2 separate regions of the Rattus norvegicus genome follow, and region 2 is linked to region 1. A link is a contact called in public Hi-C data. All regions are on one chromosome and are shown on one strand. Each heading gives the region's core, a stretch centred on a gene start, on an enhancer-like site or on the middle of the called end of the contact. The rest is flanking DNA. Distances are from core to core; before and after follow the strand shown.

The links. A called contact is a pair of places that touch in the nucleus more often than the background predicts.
Region 2: a contact with region 1 is called in a Hi-C map of liver, with 4 times the contacts expected there. The contact joins the promoter of Fas here to the enhancer-like site in region 1. A contact is called at or near these places in 4 of 12 Hi-C or Micro-C datasets (kidney, liver, mammary epithelial cells and 1 more).

Annotation. Positions count from the first base shown.
Region 1 is chr1:241,073,989-241,079,922 of GRCr8, reverse strand. All of the region lies in intron 1 of Ankrd22 (ankyrin repeat domain 22), which reads left to right. Among named protein-coding and RNA genes, the nearest start is that of Ankrd22, 6.6 kb to the left of the region's middle. Within about 2 kb of position 3,067, at least 1 of the 93 cell types and tissues checked has an H3K27ac peak or open chromatin away from gene starts, as enhancers often do. A contact at or near this core is called in liver, where this site is marked.
Region 2 is chr1:241,208,537-241,214,470 of GRCr8, reverse strand. Fas (Fas cell surface death receptor) reads right to left here and starts at 2,316. Exons shown (of 9, transcript NM_139194.3): 1 at 2,233-2,316. The coding sequence starts at 2,262.

The DNA of each region.
Region 1 (5,934 bases), core at 1,818-4,317:
TTCAAGAACAGCTGGAAAGTTGAAAACAAAGAGAGTAGTAGTGGATGCGTTTAAGAGAGAAGCCAGCTCAGGTTTTGTGAGTTCTGTAGGTCAGATTTTCAGCCCTGCTTAGTGCCATCCACAGACCCATGGATCTGGCTACCTCCCCTCCCTGCACTGAGATCTTAAGTGTGTACTATCGTCTCTAGGCTCTGTTTGTGTTCTTGATGTAGGTTGTGAAAATGAAATCTAAGCCTTCATGCGTGCAAGGCATCTGAGCCCATCTCTCCAGCCCCATCATCTGAAACCATTTTAATAGAAACAGAACAAGAGTCATGCCTATCAGATTGAAGCGGGCATAAACCTTTAAAAAGGATAAAATGTTATGAGCATTTAGAGCGGCACACACAGGGCAGATTGCAGCGGGTTCAGATCATGTCAGCTAAGCACGAATGTTGAAGTCAGGAAGATCAACAGCTGTCACAGGAAGGTTTTAATTTGTTGCAAACGCATGACACCCAGGAAACTTGCATGACTTTAAACTGAAGTGTAAGGCTGTCACTGGGTGAGCAATGGGACCTAAGCTTGCACAGGGTCCCAGGGGGCCACACCACTATAATTCAACAAATTCTTCAGAGATCCGTTCATCCCTCAAATGAGAATATAGAAAAGTGAGTCAGACCAGAATAGCCTAAGCCCTTTGAAACTTACACAGAAAACATTCTTCCCTTAACCCTTCTTTAAATTAAATACAAAATAATTCGTGCCCCAGGGAAACCTGAATGGGTTTCCACTTTAAACGTTCCAACAGAAAAAAAATAAAAAAATTAAGAATGTCATTGTCTTGGAATAGTCTAATTATTGTCAGAGGGGATTCATGCCCATTATAAATATTTTACCCCGTTATGCAAAATGATCTAATTAAAAAAAAAATCCTTGAAGCACTCAGTGAGAATTATTCTGGGTAGAATTCTGCAGTTTGCTCCAAGAAAGGCAAGGTGCAATACAGGCACAGTCTCCGGGTCTCAGTAGGGTTCCCCTTCTGTGCCTCTTAACGAATTAAAAGGCACAGAAAAATCTCCGGTTCAATAGGTAGCCCCTGAGAAATTTCGGCTATCACAAACAGCCGCAGCCAGAGTCAGAAGTTGAAGAAAGGTTTTTAGGGCAGGGTGAGGATACAGTCACATGCAGCAGACACAGAGAAAAAGACCCTAGACAAAGGAGACCCGGATAGGGAAGCCAAAAGTCCAGTCTTTTCTCAATGTCTGTTTTGTTTTTTAAGTTTCTGAAGAGTTTTCCTCTCCTAAGAAAGGATCGGTCAGTTTAAAGATAGTTAATTGGCCCACAACTGTTGCATAACAAGTCCTGATCCCAGCCTTGAATTTGTTGAGCCGGGCTACAGCAGGGGGTAGACAAAAGCCTACAAGGCTTTGCAAGAAGCCCTCGGGTTTTCTCAGATCAGGAGGGAGAGGAAGAAGTCAGCCATCTTGGAAGTTTGCTCATTTTATTACTTAGCTAATGGGGTGGGGCGGGTACCTATCGGCCCGCCCACCAGGGAATCTGTCTAACTCCTAGTCTCTTAGTACTTACAGCAGTGTTAATTTTACTAAGCCTCAAAGAAACACACGGAGCAGATTTTTCCACAGTTTAAAGTCGTCTTCACGGTTTCCTGGCCTTGTGCACCTTGCTCAGGCCCTCTTCCTATTAGACCACTTTTCTCTGGTCCGCTTTGCTGGCCTCTCTTTCAAGTCCACTCTTCTCCATCCTGCTAATTTACGCGTGAGCCATGGTAAACCACCACTTCCCCAGGTGACAGACAGGTTTCCCAACTTCTGCTCTGGGCCCCTTCACCCACCCCTTCTCCAACCATAGATTTGCTGAAGAGACTCCGGCACCGCCTCAGCCAGCTGTCCGTCATGACGGCCTCCACACTTGGTGATTAAAGCCATTTGGTGTTTTCATTCAGCCCAGACACTAGTCATTAGGGATGCACCAATCCCTCCACCCATGTTTCGAAGTCTCTTCTACCCTGTCCTCCACCCTCCCCCCTAGTCATTAACCCCTTCATCTAGGTAAACATCAATGTTATGTCTCTACCAACCCATGACTACAAACCCATGTACTTTATGACAAACATCTATTAAAACGAAGTGTAGTGACCAAAGGTGTTTTTGTTTTTTATGGCTAAAAACTATTTCAGCCAATCTACAGTTCTTTCTACTGAATTTACCTGTCTCTTCTCCATAGACCCCTTCTAGGTCATCAGACTAACTCATTTTTGCCCTGTCCTGCTATTTCTGCACTCTTGTTCAGCAACCGTCCCCTGACTCATAGCCATTCCTGTGCATGGTAATTGGATCCGTATGCTTCAGTAATTAGAAAAGTGGCTAGCACTAATTGAAGGTTTGGGGTGACGCAGTCCCAAACAAACTGCTTCGTCCACACGGCCAGGTTTAATTCTTTCTGCAGCATTATGAGAAGGAACAGTTAGTGGACGGAGGAGGAAACTCAGCAGAAGCGTTTAGAGCGTTTAGATAAATTGTCCAAATAACACCTCGGCAAGGTAGGAGAGTGAAGACTGGAACACAGGAAGTTCGCACGTGAAGCTTGTACTCCTAATCACGAGAAAGCACCATTTCCCACCGAAAGGCGCAGAATCCTGGCCGGACCCTGTATGTTATGCACTCCCTGGCTGTTTTCCCTGCTAAGCTTACTCTAGCTTCCTCTCCCTGAGAGTTGTTCAAAGACAGTATACGGAGTGTTATGAAATAGGACGCAGCGAGGGGGTAATCCTTAGTGGGCCTAAGCCATGGTGTACCCCTGGGAAATTACACCATGTGACAGACCCAGTGTAAAAAGAGGTTTATTGGGGGAGGGGGGAGGAGTGAGGACTTGGGGAATGGTAGAGGCAGAAAGGCAAGAAGGGAAGCAGAGCCCTGAGGGCAGAGAGAATGGGGAAAGGAGGGGGAGGGAAGTGGAGAGGAGGGAGGGAGGGAGAGGGAGGGAGGTGTAGGGGAGGGGAGGGGAGGGGAAAGAGAGAGGGACAGATAGGAAGTTGGGCAGCCTAGGAGCTGCTCAGTGAGAGTAGGCCAGTGCAATTGCCTGTACACTAACACTGAGGCCTCTGTGTGCGTGTGCATCCTCTTGCCCTGTCCTACGAAAACTGTTAACTTCATGGCGGTTACGACATTTAAATCTTCTTTTTTTCTTAAAAACTTTCCTATTTTGCTGTTAGGTTATCTCTGGTTTCTAAAACTGGTTCTTGGTTTTTTTTTTTTTTTTTTTTTTTTTTGTTTTGTTTTGTTTTGTTTGTTTGTTTTTTCTGGGGATGGGTGTTGACTTTGTGTAGTCAGGCTGACCTCAGATTGATTACATTTATTTGTTACACAATCTAGTCAAGCTTCAAACTCTTGTTTCTCCTGTTTCTGAGTCCCGAGTCCTGGGATTATAGGCAGCTGCACCTGTGTTCAGCATTTTTGTTTTGGTACTGTAGATATTTCTAATTCTAGTTTTGGGAAAACATTTGAATATATAACCAAGAACTATCACATTGGCCGTGGGAGGAGGCTAATCAGAATCCTGAGTGTGTAAACTATAGCTTACTGTTGGTGGAAAGTCTTGCAGCTAGAGAAATACTTAAGACTGAAGTAATGGGAGGGAGGGAGGGAGAGAGAGAGAGAGAGAGAGAGAGAGAGAGAGAGAGAGAGAGAGAGAGAGAGAATGTATGTCAGCTGTGCTTCATAGCTTAGCTCATGTCTCCTTCACCTATGAGCTATGTGACTTTGGATGAGGAGACAATCTCCCCTCCTTTCACCCGTGCTGAGTGAGGATAAAACATTACTTACCTTATAGAGCCTTTTCGAGGATCCTAGGAATAGCTGAGATACCCAATAAGTGTTTATTCATTTTGGAATTCATTCATTAACTCATTTGCTCATGAAGAACACGTTGAATGCCTATTGTGTCCCAAGCTGTGCTAAATGCTGTTATACAACAAGAAAGCATAGACAACAATAATCGGTGTTTTAAGTTCAGGCTAGTTGGAGAGGGGACCTCCAAGAACATTGAGGGTCTGTTTGTAGATGCTGTCACAATCGCAGATCAGGAATTCATAATGTATTTGCTCACCCTTTGAAAAGGAAGAGGTCTGAGATTGCACGTCAGTATACCCGAGGGCTCCATTGTTCCTCGTGCATCTTCAGTGTGGGGAGGATGAGCTGGAGGCTGGATGGGTGACACAGAGAGACACGATTCAGTCTCAGGTAGAGAGTAATGAACTGGGGTGTGATTTCTGAGGGTGACAGAGAGTTGGTGCATACAGGGGGATTTAGAGTTTTAGAGGTCCCTTTCCAGGTGGGATGACTCTAAGGTGAAGTGCCTTGAGGCCACAGGATCTTCAATAATACAGAATAGCTTTTCTTTCTGCAAACGGATTCAGCTGTCTTCTTGTTCCTCTCTACTTTATCAGCACGTCTCGTTTTAACATTTATCTAACATAGCAAACTGCACACTTAAGAAGTACTGTGGAATAATGTAACTCCTGTACAATATATAGTGACCAAATCAGGTTTCTATTAAATACTTATCATTTATGCTGGCAACATCGGAATCCCCATTTTCTACTTATTTATAAAATATATAACAAATTGCTTAAAACTGTAACTACCCTTCCATGATGGTAGATGGCTCTTCTGCTTCCCGTGTGCTTTTCTGATGCTGAGCTGCCCCCTACTGGAAACAGTATGAAATAGCAGGGAATTTATTGGGTTCCACTTCACTGAATGCCACTACATTATCCTGGTAAATTATCCTGTGCTATTTGAGCTCATTGAAGAGCTGACCCTGGACGTGGAGTTGCCCCTGCCATATTTCAGACAGAAGCCTGTTTGTCTCTAAGTGTCCTCCAAGACCACTTTCCAGGGACAGTTTGGCCTCAGTAGGCTCTGTCAATGAGAGAAAGAAGAACTCCAAAAAAAAAAAAAAAAAAAAAAAAAAAAAAGCACAAAGATGAAACATTGTGAAGAGCAGAGGCTACTGTTGTTTATCTCGTGGTGTTGGTGGGAGACAAGGTAAAACCCGAAGTTCAGCCGTGGAGGCTCACCTATGGGGAGAGCTCAGTTGGGACACCCTCCACCCCAAACCCCACCCCCAAGCTGCCTACCTCATTTTCCCCAGTTGCTTTCTGCTGGATGTTTACCAGCCTTCGATTTGATGAGGTGACCTAGGTTTATTTTTTCAATCAGTTCACTTCAGCCATCCCAGATGTGAGTTCCGGACTTGATCTTTTGCTATCTACATGACGCTTCTATCTGCTACTTGAGTATTTGTTCTTTCGTTCAATATATGCTTAATAAACTGACTCATTTGAAGCAAAACAATGGCTATTGTAGATATTTCTCTGAAGCATACAGGAGATTAAGTTCTTAGTCACCGTTTGTACCTTGCCCCTGATAACTCTTATTAAAGAAAGCATTACATTGGTGGTTTGCTTACAGTTTCAAAGGGTCAGGCCATTATCATCATGGCAGGAGCATGGCAGTGTGCATGGCTCTGGAACAGTAGCTGAGAGCTAGCCACATCATGTCATGTAGGCAAGAAGCAAGAGAGAAAGTCTTGCAAAGCCCACTGCCAGTGACATACCTCTTCCAACAAGGCCACACTGTTGTGTTCAAATCCACTGGGAAAGACCAAAGACAGATTCAGTTCAAACTTAGAGCAAAGGAATTTATTCTTATTGCTAGCAGGGCAGCACCCTTAGAATCAAAAAGCATGCTGTGCCAAAAGAGGCTAGCTGAGGGATTTATAGAGCTTATAAGGTAATTGAAGACTATATTCCCGTCTCACAGCAATAAGCAAGTGGTTAAATAGCAAGTTTACACAAGCTGAAAGCAAACAGCTAAATACCTCATGGCAGGAACACGACTGTCTCATTTTATTCTTTTTCTCCTCCTCCAC
Region 2 (5,934 bases), core at 1,067-3,566, 140 kb before region 1:
ACACGTTCTGAGCTCCTTCCTGGAGCTTGCTCTGTCTCCCTTGTCCATCTCCTCTCTCTGCTCCCAGCTGCCTCCTTGCTAGCTCTGTCTCTCAGCTCCCTCTGGAACTTACGGTGTCAATAACAAGAGAGAAAGCTGGCTAACTGCTTGTCTCTCTTCACCTCCCCCTAGGAGATGCTTGCTTGTATCTAACCCCACCCCTGGCCCCTTGGTGGCTCACTGGAGCCTGCTGTTTGAGACTCACATTTCTAGATGCACCCTGGGCCTCTGAGGTATTAGAATCCTCTCTCTGGTGGTGTTTCCCTAAGCCTCTTCCACTCCTGTCATCCTGTCACTGTGCTTCTAAAGGATGTCTCCTTGTCTGCTTGCTCATATTCTCTCTCTCTCTCTCTCTCTCTCTCTCTCTCTCTCTTTCTCTCTCTCTCTCTCTCTCTCTCAGTTTGCCCTTAGAGCTTGCTCGTATCTCTAACCATGGGCTCTTCCCATTCAGAATGCTCCTCACCCACAGGCTGTCCCTTCTCAGGAAAAGAGCAGTATGGACCATGGATCTAGGGGAGGAAAGAAGGTCAGTAAATGAGGTTGTGGAAAAGACTGGCTAGAAAAAGGCCTTCGGGATTACAGTTTTGCGCATGCCCTGTCAGGGAAACAGTATGTGCACCATGTTGTCAAATTCTCTGGTTTGCTTGTACCAAGGGTTTGACCAAATGTGCCTCTTCTGCTTCACTAGAAAGTCATTTCCCTTACTTCTAGCAGATGGGACATAGGAGACTACCTGTAGTGCCTATTAATTAGCACACCAAAGCACACTCGTGTACCACAAGTGCCTGTTGCACATCTCTAAGTGCATGCTAGCATTCTAGCCCTGCTCACTGTCTCCCCTACCCACACTCCCTCCAGCTCATGGGCTTCCCCCCCAGCAACTCATTCAACTTAAAATCCTGCTCTTCTCACTGTGATCTCTCCCGCTCTGCCCCTGCTTCTCTCACTAGGGTTTCTCTATTTTCTATCCACTGTTATTTTTCCCTTCTGTCAGTTAGCCCTGGCCATGTGGAGTCTGGTGGCCATGTTCAGTTTACTTCTTTCTATGTTCTGGGCTCTTCCAGATGCCTCTGGTCATTTTCTCTTTCATATCCACAATAAAAACTTTCCTCTTAGCCATACCATGGTCATGTGTGTGTGTGTGTGTGTGTGTATGTGTATGTGTGTGAGTTTGTGTGTGTGTGTGTGTGTGTGTGTGTGTGTGTGTACACAAGCCTTGGACTTAGATCTGAATTCAAATGCAGCTCTGTCATTTGCTAGCTGTTAGATCTCTGTTGAATGCTTAAGCTCTTCGAACCTCATTTAAGCTTTCAAAGGGAGGAGAGACTGTCTTCCTCCCTTCTCCACTGCTGTGAAAAACTGATTTGAGATCTCTGTGCCCCGGGGAGTTTTTAGGGACATAATAAACTCAGAACTGGATTGAATCCCTTTGGTTGGCCATTATTAACTGGCATTTGTGCAGAGGCCAAGTGCTAGAGGGTTCTTATTTCTGTGCCTGCAATAGGCATGGGGAGCTGGGACTCAGAGCCCTAGGATTACTGGGACAAACCTGTTGTGAGAATACCAGGAGAAAGAGGGTGAAAGAAGAAACAAGACAAGCCAATATAGAAATATCCACCAGTCCGGCCTCCCACAATTTCTCAGCTGAATTCCCGGAAGGGAAGGAGATTATTCTTTTTTTTGTTGTTTTGTTTTGTTTTGTTTACAGGAGTGTAAACAAATCTTTCGAGGCAAAGATACTTTGAAAAATCTTTCTCTTGGGTTGTAAACACCACCCTGGAGTCACTCACTTCCCCAGTTGAGCAAACTGTCAGAAGTGTCAAATACCACACAGCCTCACTCCACACAGAAAACTCCTCTCCTGCCCCAAAGTGAATCTTTGCCTGGGCAAGTCTCTAGGCCAGTGTCCCTCTCCAGCCATGCCAAAGCCATCTAAGAGCTGGTCAGCACCAATCCGTTCCCCACCTCCAATCTTCCCAGAACAGCGCTGGTGCTGGGAGATCGCTGGGAAATCCGAGCCTGGGGATCAGCCCTGAGCACTTAGCCTGGGGAGAGAGAGAGAAGGCAGCTACCCCGCATTTCTAAGCATCTGGATCTGTGGAGTGGCTGTCATCCAACGCCAGCCACATCTGGATTCTCACGTAGTGGTCCCCAGTGTGTAGCGTCCCACATCCCAGGCGTTCCAACGCTTACCAGAGGCAGGACAGCCATGATCCACAGCATATCTGCAGAAAGAGAAAGCAGTTCCCCGCCTAGGGCAGTCTGTGAGCCCCACCCACCAGTTCTAGACTGCCTCTGGGTGTGTACTTTGCCTGGGCCCGCCCTCTGGCACTCACAAACCGCTTCACGCCCACTCTGGGCTCCCCAGAAATCGCTTTGAATACCTGTATGTCACTTTTTTTGAGGGACCAGATACAACCTTTGTAAAGCCCCAGGGGTTGCGAGGAAGTTCTGCTAGACTCCGGGGAAATCCACTGATTCATCACCTCACTGATGGGGCCTGAGCAGAGGGAGGCCCCAAGCAGGGCTTGATTGCATAAATGGGCATTCCCCATCCTGGGCGCTTCCACAGTCACGCCCTCAGGTCAAGTAAGATTTTTTTCCTCCTGCTGTTGCTCTCCCTAGAAAGAATTCTGAACTCCTGATTGAATTGGACTTTGGTTAATTGCTGGAGACAAAGACCATTTTGCCTTCTCTCAGCCTTCAGTATTGTGTCAGTGACAGGACTGTTGGGGAATGGGGGGGGGGGCAAAATAGATCTTATTAGGGAAGAGGAATAAAATAAGTAGTTATGATGGGGGATGGGAAAGGAGGAGGATGAATGGGAATATAGGGAGAGACAGCTAAAATTAAAAGGCATTTGAGGGATAGTATGGAAACCTGGCAGATAGAGTATATGAATATATGAAGGTTATCTGTAAGAAATCACCAAGTGACTGGAGCAATGGCTCTAGTAATTAAGAGCACTGACTGCTCTTCCAGATGTCTGAGTTCAATTCCCAGCAGCCACATGGTGGCTTACGACCATCTGTAATGGGATCTGATGCCCTCTTCTGGTGTGTCTGAAGACAGTTACAGTGTATTTATATATATAAAATCAGTATTTAAAACAAGAAATAGCCAAATAATGGAGGCAACAGAGCTACATGTGGACATCTCTCATCACCAAAGCAAGTTTCTACTTCCTTGACATCGAATTGAGCTGTTGACCAGAAGAGCTGCCTGAGAATTCTCAAACAATGCAGCCAGTTGCCGAGACTATAGACCGCTCTCCACAAACTGACACCCACACAACTCATCGAATACGGAGAAGTTGAGAGCAAGAAGAAAGTGCCTCCGTAGAGCCTTCATCCCTGCATGCTAACATCTTTGGTACTGGAAGATACTCGGCACGCATGCTACCAAAGGACAAAGGTAAACATCACCTCCACCCCAAACCCAATGGTGTCCTACCTGAAAGATATGCTAGTACGTAGAATGACACAAAGTGGGTGGGAGCAACCAGCCAGTGTTCGATTTGACTTGTGGCCCCACTCCACAAGATGGGACCTAAAGCTGACACTAATGGAGAACCTGAGTGTAGATAGCCTAGGGGCCTAGGGATAAAACCAAATACCTGTTATAAAAACAGACAGACAAACAAACAACACGCCCATTCTAATAAAGTGACTCCTAATGCAGACACCCACCACCAGATATTATTCAGAGAGAGAAAGCTACTGGAACACTCAGTCCTAAATGGGATGTCTCCATCAAATCCCTCCCCTCAGGGCTCAGGGAACCTGAAGCAGCACGCACAGGGCCTGCATGGATCAGCACCAGGGCCTTTGAATATCTACTTATGTTTAGTGTTTTTAAGGGATTCCGGAGTATGCAAATGAGCTCATCTCTGTTTCTTATGCTTTCTCTTGGGCTCTTTTTCTTCTGCTTGTTTCGTCCAATTGCAGTGTGTTAGTTTCTGTTTTATCTTAGCTTATTTTATTTTCTTATTATGCCTTAGAAGCCAGTTTGCTTTCAAACAAGACAGAAAGGGAATGTCTAGATGGGTGGGGAGGGGAGAAGGAGCTGGAATGAGAAGAGGGAAGGAGCCATAGTCAGGATATGAATCTATCAGAAAAAAAAGGGCCTATTTTCAATAAAAGGGAAAAACCTCATGCTCTGTTAGACCTTGTTATTACTTCCTCTTTTTGACATGGATTATTTCCTGACCAATTTTCATTGAAAAAAAATTCTTATGCTTCTTTTCTGCTCTGGTTCATTTACACTGTTCAAAGTCACTGTTGTTTTGGAAAAGTGGATAGCACTTTAGTGTTGTGTGAAAGTTCTGGAACAGTGGTTCTCACCCTTCCTCGTGCTGGACCCTTTAATACAGTTTATGCTGAGGTAATGCTCAACTATAACATTATCTCATTGCTACATCACGACTGTAACTTTTCCTCTGTTGTGAACTATAATGTGAATATCTTCTATGCAGAATATCTGATAAGTGAGCTCTGTGGTGGTTGAACCCCATAGGTTCAGAACTGCTCTTCTAGAAGGTAAGTTTGTTCAAGGGCAGCCCCAAGAGTTTCCTGTTCAGGAAGAGGTTTCTGGACTCCACCTCTATGGGTCAGAATGTCTGCAAAATCCACTGAGTACTCACCTCCTCTTTCCACTTCTCCTCCTCCCTTAGGATCCATCTAATTAAGAACACACACACACACACACACAAAACACACACACCACACACACACACACACCACACACACACACCACATACCACACACACACACACACACCACACACACACCACACACACACACACACACCACATACCACACACACACACACACACACACACACATGAACGCACAAGAGATGGAGAGAGAGAGAGAGAGAGAGAGAGAGAGAGAGAGAGAGAGAGAGAGAGCATCCTGCAGCACTCTTTTCTGGAAGTGTTTTTAGTGCTCTGAATCTAGGTAGTCTCCCTCCTTCCCTCCTTTTCCTCCTTTTCCTCCTTCCTCTCCTTCCTCTCCTTTCCCTCCTCTCCTTCCTCTCTTTCCTCTCTTTCCTGTAGGCTTTCTGTTCCTTCATTCTGTTTGGCAGGTGTCACTAAACTTATATCCCCCCACCCCACTCTGACCCCCACCCCTCTTTCCTCTCCCCTCCCCCCCACCACTTTGCATTATTTTCCTGTCGGGTGTCACTGCCATGAAGAAGCCTCAGGCTGTGCTTTCCTACAAGTATTCCAAAATTGAAAGGAAGGGAAGAGCAATTTGAAATTAAAATTTCCATGCAGAAAGGAAAGGAAGGAAAAAGAGAAGGGAGAAAGAAGGAGGAGGGGGGTAGTAAGGGTGTAGAGCACAAGTTCTAGGTAAAATCAACAGCTTTTGGTATGAACTTGAGTCAGCAGCTTCATTGAATCATTACTACTTTTCAACTTGGCGAGGTGAGTGATTATAAAATTACTTTAAAGGCATTTACCAGGAAAGGCAGACGGCCTGAATTCAATCACAGGGACCTCCATCAGAAAGTGAAAGACAACTCTTAAAGGGTGTCTGCTGATCTCCACGTGTGTTAACTATGCCACACACTACACATACACACACAATAATAATAAAGCAAAAAAATGCATAGAGCATCCTCATCTGTGATTTCTCGTCGTCTTTAATATGCTAACGTGTACTGTATCATCTAAGAGGGTGTGAGTATACATGCTCTACGCTGAAGTTCTTTCTTGGGAACCTTTGGAGGAATATCTATTGATGGAGCAAACCTTGTTGATATTCTGAGGAGACTTTGCACTGGCTAGTTTTTGTCAACTCGACAAACACAGTAACCTCACGAGAGGGTCTCTCAGATGAGGACTGCTTCCATCAGAACATTGCTGACTGACGCAGGAAGGTGAACAGTGCC